Regions from separate parts of the Capsicum annuum genome. Here region 2 is linked to region 1. The links are chromatin contacts, called in public Hi-C maps. All regions are on one chromosome and are shown on one strand. The core of a region is the stretch at or near the end of the contact, and the rest is flanking DNA. Distances in the headings are between cores, read along the strand shown. Region 1 overlaps LOC124886445 (a long non-coding RNA gene). Region 2 overlaps LOC107870790.

Region 1 (6,136 bases), core at 1,567-4,066:
ACAAGGTTATATTAATTTATAGTTTGTTTTATGTTGTGTACTCTTTGTCTAACAATTTCTTGGACATAATAAAAATAAGTTCCGTTTATCCAGTACTACCGCGTACATATTTTCTCTGTCAAGGGATTACCACTCAAGAATATTTATATTGGTCTCAGAATGAGAATGACAGAATCAACCAATTCATATGTACAACAACTACAATCTTATACTTCGATATATCTTCAGGTGTGGTGAAGTAAAAAACTTCCAACATCAAAGACTACTATGGAAGGGTGCCTTAGTGTATATGGAGGGAAAAACTTGAGTAAAGAATTGGACGTATGAATCATCTCTACAGGCTGACAGTCGATAGAAAATGCTGAGCAAAGCTGCTGGCTTGAAGAGGGGGGCTAATCCGTAACATCAACTGCAGAAGAATGAGGTTCGACAAGATGGTTGGAAACGTTTAATGACCCTTTGCAACTTGCCAAATACTTGCAGAAGCTTTGTACTATGGAACAAACTTTTGTATTGCACAAAAAATGGTGAACTTCTCTATGAAGGAGGGTATAACTATGAACTTTACCATCTATATCTTAAAACAACAACAATTTATTACGAGTGACACTAAAATGAATCTTTCCATAGCTTCAATATGTTTGGATACTTTATATTTTTGGAGAGCCACTGCGAAGCACAAGAAGAAGCTATCGACGATTCCTTAACCCATGAAGGTTAAGGTGAGAAGAAGTTGTTACAAAAATTGTGAAAGCAGCATCAATGACAATTTGGATTCATCACCATTTATCCTTTTACTAAACTATCGTTTTTCTCAGAAAAATGTTTTCCTTACGAAAATATGTCTCGAAATTTTTTTATAATGTCAAAAAGTTTCAAAGGACGCCCTCGAAATAATTGTGCAAACGTATATCCTACAACATTAACATGGTTAAACTTTTAAAGTTTTTAATTGCATAATTCATTATGTTCTTATAGGGGTGTTTGAAAATTTGTTATACAGGCATTATACACTCCTATATAGTATTATACAAAATTTTGGTTTTTCTCTTACAATAATGTTTAGAAATTTGATATACAATATTATACACCAACTATACAACATTTTTTATAAGCCTATTATATAAAAAATGACTATCATTTTCTTTCTTGAGCCTCTTCTAAAATTTAAGGGAAAAAGACATTGTATAGGCTTTTTTTTAAAAAAAGAATAGCCCAAGTTTGGGCATATGGACATATAATGTCCAATCGGGTAAAAAAATGCCACTTTCTGGCCATTTGCTATTCTTTTCCAATTTGGGTCATTTTGGCCTACGTAGTCCATATACAGTTCATATACAATACTGATAGTCTATATACAATATTGATACAGTATATTCAACTTGGACAATTCAACCCTTTTAAAAATATTTCTATTTTTTTTTGCGGTAAATTTTTTAATTGATCAAATATACTGCTTTATTTTTTATTGTTTAGAAATAATAATTAAATTATATAAAAATGATATAATTGTTAAATAGAATATGTATCTATATAAGGTATATGTATAGAAATTGTATAGTTCTATCAAATATGCATATGTATAAAATATATATATAAAAAATATATAGAAAGTGTATGAAAATTATATAATTGTTGTATAAAACGTGTAAAAAAAGTGTACAGTTATGGTATAAATTGTGTATCAAAGCTGTATAATTTTCGTATAGAATATTTATATGTATAAGATTTGTATAAAAACTGTATTGAATGTGTATAGAAACGCTATAGAACAAGTCAGTAAATTGAAATGACTAGAAAGTGAAATTTAAATTCCACGGTCTTTTCATGGAAATAGTTTAATTTGAAGTGTCGTTTCTGTCATTTCCCTAATTAACTCACATTTAGCTCAAATTTATTTTATATCACTTCAAATTTAAGTTTTGATCGAACTCCTCTTGATATTTAGAATCAATTGGAACAACATCCAATTCAAATAACTAACAAACTCGAAAACTCCAGATTTGGAATTTAATTAAAATCTACTCCAAATTACTTCATGTTTTCATGATAAGATCCCCAAGGTTTCTCTTCTGACCAAGCTTAGCAAACAGGCAAGGTCAGTAATGAGCTAGTTTTGTTTTGGTAGCATTTTAAAATATGAATCTATTTTAATAGCATTGGTATTTCAATTACCTTATTTCATTAATAAATACATACGCTCCCATAAATCTTTCAATTTTATATAGTTACATCATTTGAAAATCAATATATATTGTATATATACTGTCTGTTCATTTATCAACTAGACAAAGGATAATCTTTTTTCAGTTTAATTAGTAGCAACATACATGTGCTACATTGTTGACTGTTGTTGTGTTTAATAATTAATGAAGAAACAGTATATATAGTAATGTAGCAAGTAATAAGAATGGTAGTGTTATAACGGGCTAAATTACAAGATATTCCCCCCAAAAATAATATTAAAGAAAGCTGAAACCAAGCATGTGCAATCGCTATTAATTATTTAACCAAATGTCAGTACAAAACACTTTAATCATAGTAACCTGCCTAGGTGTTTATTAATTAGAGGTCTCGAATTCAAATAGTTGGAAATGAAAAATTTATCTTGGGAGGTCCCAACAGTGCTCTCGAAATTGGCCATACAACGAGCGAATCCAAATTTAGTTGAGCTCAAATACAAATATCAGATATCAAATAAAATCCGAGAAAAGGGAAAGATGTTTTTGTACTTTTTAAGGACCGTCCTTGAGCAATTAGAAAAGGCTAGGCGAGACAGGTCCTGTTAAATCACCACATTAAGATCCTTTAAAAAGCAAACGTAATTTCCCTTTTAAATTAAACATAACTATTGCACGACTAAATAATTTTCTTTCCTTATGACCTCTCCCACTCTCTCAAGAATATAAATGTACAATTTGTAAGAATTTAATCATGTAAAAAAGTTGAATGGACATGCAAGGGAAAGATCAATCATCAACCTACATTGCTTTGATGTAATGTAACATTCTATTATTCCAAGCACAACACTTTGTAGCCATGTAATCATATTATTAGCTTACATCTCCATAACATATATTCTTTCATTAACCAAAAAACATATATTCTTTCTATCTCAATTTAAATTTCTATTTTGTTCAAAATGATTTATAGTAATACAAATATTTATGACTTAGTTTAGACTATAAGTTTCAAAAATCTTCTTTTTATTTTTAAACTTAGTGTGAAATATCTTCACATAAATTGGGACTGCAAAAGTGATTTCTTTCGCAACAGTGTGTATATACAACCTTATACAAATCACACACACATATTAACAATGTTCGTCCTTGTTATAATGAGGTATAATAGTGTATAACATGTGGGCGATGCAATTTTATTAAATTTAAATCTATATAAAATTTGAATTATATTAAATTCAAAATATATTAGTCCCGAATAAATATTATGGATTAATATAATTGAATTAATTATTTAAGTCCAAATAGGTATGGATTTAAATAAGGTCCAATATTTATTGGGTTAGTTCATTAATTTGGGTTATAAATGATGAACCACTTTACTAAGCAAAAAATATTGCCATATTCTAGAGGCCCAAATAAGCGCCACGTGTCAAATGACGTGGCATGCCAAGTCAAGTGAAGGAGACAATAGGATCGTGCCACATGTGAAACTGATGCAGCAAGCCCATGAAATAAAAGCCCATAAAAGGCACCACACCACTTAAATCTGATTGGTCAAAGGAAATCCATATTCATCATGACTCTTCCTTTCCTACAACTATAAATAGGGGTCTCATAATTCAGAAAAAGGGACCCCCAGAATTTTAACAGGTAGCAAGAGAAAACTCATGGATCAAACTCCACAATTTCTCTAAAAAAGCTCAAGCATTCAAATCAAGCTCATCAAGATTCAAGATCAAGACCGCAATATTCAAGAACAAGCTCAAAAGCCCTTGAATTCAAGCACAAGTCAAGATCAAGTCCCTCAAATCAAGAAATCAAGTTCAAATTCAAGATCAAGCTCGAAGCCCTTGAATTTATATTTGAAAAGGCGAATCAGAGGATTCATAGAGATTGTAACACTCGTATTGAAATTAATAAAATTGATTGTTGCAATATTTTCTTGTCTCGAATTATTTATTTTTGGCCTCAAAAATTTTATTGTCCAACAAATTCTGGCACGCCCAGTGGGACAATCTCTACCTCTCATCTCAACTTTTCATACTTCAAAGTTTAAGAACAACAAAATGACTTCCAAGAAGGTCAATTCTCAATCAACTGCTTCCAAGGATGCAGATTTAAAGTTCTCTGCTGAAGTAGAAAGCATCCTTGGTGTTACTTTCGGAAGCCTGGGAGCTGTCACAAGAAGCAAGGCAGGCTTGCTAGGACAACAAACACATCCAGTGTTGTCCGCTCCAGCTCCAGTTTTTGGATCTTCAACCCCAAAAGGAACGAAGTCCAATAAAAGTGCTTCGGAAGGAGGAAGCAGTGTGGCAAAATCACTTAAGAAGACTCTAGCTCTACTTGAACATTCCGGTTCCAAATACTCTGGCGCAAAGAGCGATGATCGTTCAACAAATGCGTCATCTCTACTTACACCACAGAAGCTGAGCACTTCAAGGATCAACTTATGTGAAAATCCATGTTACTCTCCAATGTCTCCGATAATCATGCAAGCAATGGTAACTGATGCCTCGTCTATGGAGGAACAATTTGCGAATCTAACAAAGGCAATTGAAGTCCTGACTAACTATATTCAGAATCAAGAAGTTAGGATTGATAAGATAGTGGATAGGGTGGAAGGCTTGATAGAAGGAGAATCTAGCCATCCACCGGGAAAAGCTCCAGAGGTTCATAAGATAGAAAATTTTGTGAAACAAAAACACCATCGACTAAAGAGGTGCAAGTTTCTGCTGAGGGAATGATCCCGATTGGGCAATTGAGGAAATTTATTAAAGGGACCCTCAAAGACAAGTATGATGTTGTCACCAAGTTTTTCCTTGCATATGCCAAGCCTTACACTGCAAGAATAGATAGCCTCAAAATGCCTGCTGGCTATCAACCCCTTAAATTTCAATAATTTGAGGGCAAAGGTAACCCAAAACAACATGTCGCACACTTTGTCGAGACATGTAATAATGCTGGAACTTATGGTTACTATCTTGTCAAACAGTTTGTTCATTACCTAAAGGAAAATGCCTTTGATTGGTATACAGACCTCGAGCCTAACTCCATCGATAGTTGGGAGCAATTGGAACACAAGTTCCTAAATCAGTTTTATAGCATAAGATGTACAGTGAGCATGATAAAGCTCGCAAATACTCGGCAAAGAAAGGATGAGCCAATTATCGACTTCATCAATCGATGGAGAAATGCGAGTCTAAACTACAAAGATAGGCTCAGTGAAGCTTTTGCAATAGAGATGTGCGTCCAAGGAATGCACTGGGGACTTCTCTACATCTTGCAAGGAATTAAACCAAAATCCTTTGAAGAGTTAGCCACTCGTGCTCATGACATGGAGTTGAGCATGTCTTCTACTGGAAAGTAAGGAGCGCCTATTCATGACCCTCAAAGGGGAAAGAAAAAGCAGGAACCCGAAAAATGGGGTAAGTTTGTTCCTAAAAATGAAAACAAAGAGTCCATGAATGTTGATGTGTCTCTTGTGAAGGTCACCACAAAGGTAAGCAAGAAGCAAAGTGTGAAGACGACTTCTGGAGCTCGTCCGAATCAAAAAACTTTAAAGGAGATGCAAGAAAAGGAGTATCCCTTCCTTGATTCTGATGTTTCTAAGATTTTCGATGAACTCCTTGAGCATAAGATCATTGAACTCCAAGAGATGAAGCATCCCAACGAAGCTGGAAGGACCAATGTCCCTAATTATTACAAATATCATAGGCTCGTAAGTCATTCTCTGGAAAAGTGCTTTGTCTTTAAAGATAAAGTCATGCAACTGGCAAAAGAGAAGAAGATCTTCTTCGATGATGAGACGGCCAGTTCTCATCAAATATCTATTACTTTTGTCTCGCTCGACCCAGTCCAAATATGTGTTGAAGAGTATAATGAGAAAATATTAGATCCTGACAGGTCTTCAGTTGACGAAGGCAATGATAAAGGTTGGACTCTGGTGATGAGGC
Region 2 (6,136 bases), core at 1,357-3,856, 67 kb after region 1:
AGTGTGACGATAGTTTGGTATACCGGATAAGGTGGGACATTCCACGAGTAAGCCTATCATAAAATTTATACCGTATTTGATATCCTATTGAAATAATTCATCAATACTTTTATCCATTCACCTTGAAATAAAAATCCTCCACGATTTGCAATTTTCGGATCTTTTCAAGGTTAGTATTGAGAATTGTTCTCATACACATAGAGACACATATTCCTGACATGACATTTTCAAATTGATCTCTGCAAAATACCCAGACATATATACTTGTAACAAACAGAAAATTAGGTGCAAACTCACAGTTCAACAAAGAGCACCGAACAACCTTTTTATTAATATTAAATCAATTCTAGTAAATACACACACAAAATATCTAGTTTTGCCATGAAATTATAGGTTCAAAGCACTGTATATCTACCTTTAATTCACCCCAGGGTGCACGCAATGATTATTTTTTTCTAAACAAATTTAGGTGCATAATACAATTTCATAAAATACAAGGTAGTAGTATGAATTCCAGCGAACTATGAAATAATAGTATAATATTTGCATGTCTCAGATGAACCCACGAATTTCTGATTCAGAGGAAATAGTCAACACAAGAGGATAAAGATTACATGAATCAGCTCTCTGGGAACCATAATACTATATTTTTTATTAATATAACGGCGTGCATTATTATCATCTGAGGAAGAGAACAAGAGTTCCCATATCAGGCACAGACATGAAGGCTCATTCAGATATTGACAGGTAGTTTTCTTTTAAATATTTAAAAAATCTTTGGTGAAAAAAAGTGATAAGAATAAATACAATACACACAATCAAAATAAATTTCTAGAACAGAGGTGAACCGCATTGGTAGGATGGTTGAAATTTCTCTACTCATTAAGATCTTGGGTTAGAGTTCTTGAGAATAAAAAAAGTCATATGCCTCATCAAAGATCAATACACGTTCTTGCTCCATTACTATTCTCATGTATCATACCAATTTACACTAGGTTGTGAAAAATTTGTATCTTATAGTAAGTTGATATACTGAAAAGAGAACGAAATTTACCCAATTTTGGCAAACAATGTAGAGGGAAAAGCTGCCATATGAAAAGACTTACTACGTAAATAGAATCCATGATGCATGAATTTGTTTTTCAATGCTTCTATCTTTTGACTCTTATTATATAGTATATACCACACACATTAATCAACTCATTAAATATGGAGTTCATTTTTTGACCATATATTTTGAAATGATATCAACAAAATATTTGGAAGTTTGTCCAAAAGGTAAATACTCGCTTGGGTCCTCCATGATACTTGAATCATACTTTGCCATCAACCTTGTCATTTCTCCTTGTCCTACTCTACTTCTCACTGCCCATTAGGTATCCAACGAGTTTGCACTTGTTTTTTCTTTTTTTGTTACAAAATATTCAAAAATATACTCTGTAACTAATAATGTGACATATTTTCCTATTTAGTTTATTTCAAAAAGAACAAATATTTTCGAATTTTGAAATAACTCAGCTTTAGAACTTTCATTTTATCTTTAAAGATATGGTGTATAGCAAAACAAGTGAATTACTTTAACCCACTAGTTATAAAAATATTTTCTTATTTCCTAAATTTCATGCTTGGTCAAATAGCGGGACATATATTGGACGTAATGCTATGTTGCTCGAACTTATCAAAAATGTCAATGGTTGCATGTCGGATTCACCAAAATTAATGTATTTTTGAAAAATCTGACACAAGTGCGGCATCAAAATTGAAGAGTCCGCACAACTTACACGCAAGGAGTAATACTTAGGGGTGACATTTTAGCCGCTAAACTAATCGTTCAAGAAATGCAGCTTAGCCGCTTGCCCAGAACTTTGACTAACACCCCCCAATCCCCCAAACCCCAACCACCCTCTTCTTCAAAAAAAATAAAAAAGTCTGCCCTCTGAAAAGGTAAAATAAAAAAAGAATCAGAACAAAACTTCCTCTGAAGCCTGCTGTCCACCCCCATCTCCAAAGCATGAAATTCAGTATTGGATTGACACTTTGCAACAAAAGAAAGTTACTCTTTTACCTCTAGTAAATGTTTGATAAACTTTAAGAAGTAGGAGTTTAGTGAGAGCATGTAATTACTCCAATTAATTTAACTAGAAATCTAGAAATTTATTCAACTAGAAATTTAGTTTTTTTATATGTGAAAGATGATTCAATCCAAAAATATGAAATAGCTCCAAACTGGTGGGAGATGGTAGGTATCTGGTAGAATTGTCGAGGTGCGAGCAAACGGGCCCGGCCACCACCGTTATCAAAAAAACAAATGTGAAATAGCTCCAGCTCTTTATAATCCACCTACTACACTTGTGGACTATAGCAAAGTACAGTGTACCTTGTATGATAAAAACCATATATGATAAAAATAACCAACCTTATATTGTACATAGTCACCTAAGGTCCAGACTAATAAAAGGTAAGGGCAAAACAATAACTCAGAAGGAAGGAAAAAAATAGACAGGAAGAGAGGGGGAAAAGAATAGGAAGGTAAACAGCAGATAAGGACCATGTGAAAGTAGAAACACAGGAAATATCACCTTATCTGGAGAAGAGGACATATGAATGGACATAGGTCATTGGACCATTGTCCATGGTCCAAGCTGTCAGGCCCTCTCTGTATAGGATATCCATAATCCATGTGACCAACCAAAGCTTTCTCTTCTCAAGTACATTTCAGCAATCATCTGCATTCAAAACTAAAACTCTACAATTCTATTATTATTCAAAAGAATAGTATTCTCACTTTCTTGGGGGACCCATTTCCCAAATGGGGCTTGAGTTTGGCTTTCTTTTTTAGCCCCAGTATTTGATATTTATGTACAGCCATGGCAATCCAACCCGGTGCATGCACAAAGAATGCGAAAAAGGGATTGAGGTCTCACTCTCTCCACTGCTTACTGTCACATATACTCCTTTTGGCTGTTGTAGCATAGCAAGGGCATATGATTTAGGCCGCGATAACATGGTCATGTGAGTACGCTTCGTTCAATTATCTCACACACACTGTGCATTTCTAATCAACAGAAATTGAGTATTCTGTAGCGTAGTTAAATCAACAGGTTCCTTTTTCCTCCTTTCCTTTGAAGGAAAGGGAAGAGGGGTCAAGGGAAAAATATACATCGCTCAGCCACATCAAACTAAAAGTGAATCCAATGCCTCTATTTCAGAATCTATTGTGGACATACAGGATCTATTACAGTAACAATAATGGTAAGAATAGTTATAATGGAAGACGGGTTAAAGAATAAATGAAATTGTACACTAGAACGAGCTCCACTACCAAAACTTCAAGCGAATACCATAAAAATGTGCAACTGCTGCAGCAATAGATAAAATGTATGCATATCCAACCAAGATAGCAAGTGCAACGAATGGTGAGGCAGAAAGGGTATCCATGGAAAGGTTAACCATTCCAGTTAGCACATTAGCCTGCATGATTGCACAACAATTTTTATGACTAATTATCCAGAGATCAAAGGTTGAACATAAAATCTTATAGAATGATGATGTCACCAATAAATTTTTCCTCACCAGAAGAAAAGAGACGAGTAAATTTCGGTCAAAAAATTCTATCAGTGCAGCAACTTTATATCCAGGTACATAATCAGCTAGAGTTAAAACTGCAAAAACCTGAAGAGGGGAAATGTTAGTCATGACTAAATAAAAAAAAAATCCTACATTATATGGATCACATCAGCAGACTTTATGCAGCATTACATTCAAGAGAAATTCACAAGTAGTCCCAAAGTTCTTCCAGAAAAACAGAAATAATTGCTAACTAGTAAAGTCTTCTTCTATCCAGAAGTCCGGTGTTGTTCCCTTCCAGGAGTGAAATGAATCTATCTTTGACCAAACTTTTTGAAATGGGTTCGCAACACTTTGAAAAAGCAATGCTCAGCTTGTGTGAGTGTATAATAAGTTGAATCTTCACAAGAAAAATTATGAGCATCGTACTTCACCCAGAAATAGGTCAAACCGCAAAAAAAAGTAGGGATTAGCTTTCCAAAAGACAAGAAGTTACCAGCCAACCACTAATCCTTAGCTCAATGACATCCATTCTCTGTGGTATCCTTTCACTAAGATGTGCGGATGATCCCAAACAAATTAAATTGTTAAGAGAGATTTAAAGTTAGAGATTTTCCTTACAAGTCGCAGCTTCATTCATCTTATTTAGAAAACAGTAATGGAACTCCTTGTGCTCAATGTCATTAATTTCTGGTGACTCAATCTACTTCTGTTTTTCCATCTCTAACTCTTGTTACTTCTTATATCTCCACTGAAAGATTGGACTTATCATGCTCTGAAATGAGTGGTAAACGATCATCAAACAACTATCTTTCACTTCCAAACTATTTGGGGTCAAATATATGATCTACATATATTCCTCTCTATTTGTATCAATTTTTTTTTTGATAACCGTGGTGTCCGGGCCACCTCCCACCAGCAACAGGTACCAGGTACCTCTGTCCACCAAGGCTAGAACAGATGGGAAGAAATCATCTAGTGTTTGTCTCTGTTGGGTGTTGGGAATTGAACCTGAGATCTCATGGTGCTCAACCCAACTTCATTGAACCACTAAGCCACACCCTTGGGTGCTATATCAATTTCTTTTTGTACTGGCAATTCTCTAAAACTAGAAGTTCTCTACATCTTACACTTATTCCCAGAGTCACATACAAGTTCTACAAACAACAACAACAATATACCCAGTGTTATCTCCACAAGTGGGGTCCGTAAAGGTAGGATGTACACAGATGGCAGACCTTACCCCTACCTCTGTGGGGATACTGATTGGTTTCAAAAAATAGCAAGATGCTGACATACAAGTTTCTACAAAACTAAAAGTACTACTGACAAGCACCAGATTTAATTGAACAGTAAAACCAGTAACTAAACCTTAATGCGAACTAGCTGGCATTGTCTTTATGGATCCTTTACTTCCTTTATCTCCTATTCTTAGCTAAATTTGCATTGGTTACCATAAATCATAGGTCGTTTTAGATAACCTCCAATCTGATTCTGTGTCTACTTTATCCTCTTTTAGCGCCTTCCGTCATCATAACATCACACCTACAACAAACCAATTCAACATGGTCAAACCATCTTCACTGATATTTTCTCATTTTATCCTTTTTGTGCAACTTGAATCCTCAGTCCAAAGTAATCATTTCAAGCTTTGTCCAATCTTGTTCAACTGCATATCCATATTAGCTTGTACATTTCTACAACATTCATCTTCTGAATATATTTCATTATTGAGACACTACACTCACTCCAGTATAACATCATTGTTCCCACAACCGTTCTGTAAAATTTTCTTTCACTTTGTTAGGCACTGAATTCAACGAAAATCTCTGTGTATCTCCTCCCATTGTCCTCACACTTGTAACTGGTCCTTCATAGGTATCCTTTATCGTATTTATATTTGATATGGATTCTGTATTTTCAAACTACCAACTAAGGACTTTACTGGCACTACCATATGGTTTCTCTAAGAATTTCTACAAATGTTAAAAAACAAAAAATCTGCTGTTACAAAACTACCAAGCATGAACCCATTCAGCCACGCTTGATATCCCTGTTCTACGCTCCATCACTATTTTCCAAATGTTATATTATTATAAGTTCAATTTAAAATACATATATATAGTATATAAGTTAAATATGACAATAGTTCAAACATCTTTCAACTCCTTTGTTCTTACATACTGGAACCAAGGTACCCTTTTCCACTCATTTGGTCTCTTTCACTCCTTAATATAACATTGAATAGCTTGGTTAGCCATCACTTAACCTCGCCAAGGCACTTCAAAACTAGACTACCCTCATCATATCCTTTACTTCAACGTAGGTTTATTTATGGATTCAGCTAAGGTTTCTATCTGTCGCACATGTATGAATATCTACCAAGTCGTCTTGTAATTTGTTTTGAGCAATTGACTGAAATAACCTCTCATCTGTCTTTAGTCTCATTATCTACTGTCAAAAGTTGTCGGAAATCATTCTTAATACACTTGGCCTAAGTTTTTCCAACTTTCCTCTCACTCTTGAAATAACTGATGAGAGATAATGCCCGAAAACCCATTAACTTAAA

Evidence for each region. Hi-C and Micro-C count contacts between places; a contact is called where the count stands out from the background.
Region 2: a contact with region 1 is called in a Hi-C map of pericarp, with 4 times the contacts expected there. The contact joins two enhancer-like sites. A contact is called at or near these places in 3 of 5 Hi-C or Micro-C datasets (leaf, pericarp and placenta).

The regions. Positions count from the first base shown.
Region 1 is chr1:18,009,390-18,015,525 of UCD10Xv1.1, forward strand. It overlaps LOC124886445 (a long non-coding RNA gene), which reads left to right. Exons shown (of 2, transcript XR_007043619.1): 2 at 229-555. Among protein-coding and RNA genes, the nearest start is that of LOC124886445, 4.8 kb to the left of the region's middle. Within about 2 kb of position 2,817, at least 1 of the 5 cell types and tissues checked has an H3K27ac peak or open chromatin away from gene starts, as enhancers often do. A contact at or near this core is called in pericarp, where this site is marked.
Region 2 is chr1:18,076,700-18,082,835 of UCD10Xv1.1, forward strand. LOC107870790 reads right to left here. Exons shown (of 15, transcript XM_047394705.1): 14 at 3,574-3,672; 15 at 3,175-3,471. The coding sequence ends at 3,319. Among protein-coding and RNA genes, the nearest start is that of LOC107870799, 12 kb to the left of the region's middle. Within about 2 kb of position 2,607, at least 5 of the 5 cell types and tissues checked have an H3K27ac peak or open chromatin away from gene starts, as enhancers often do. A contact at or near this core is called in pericarp, where this site is marked.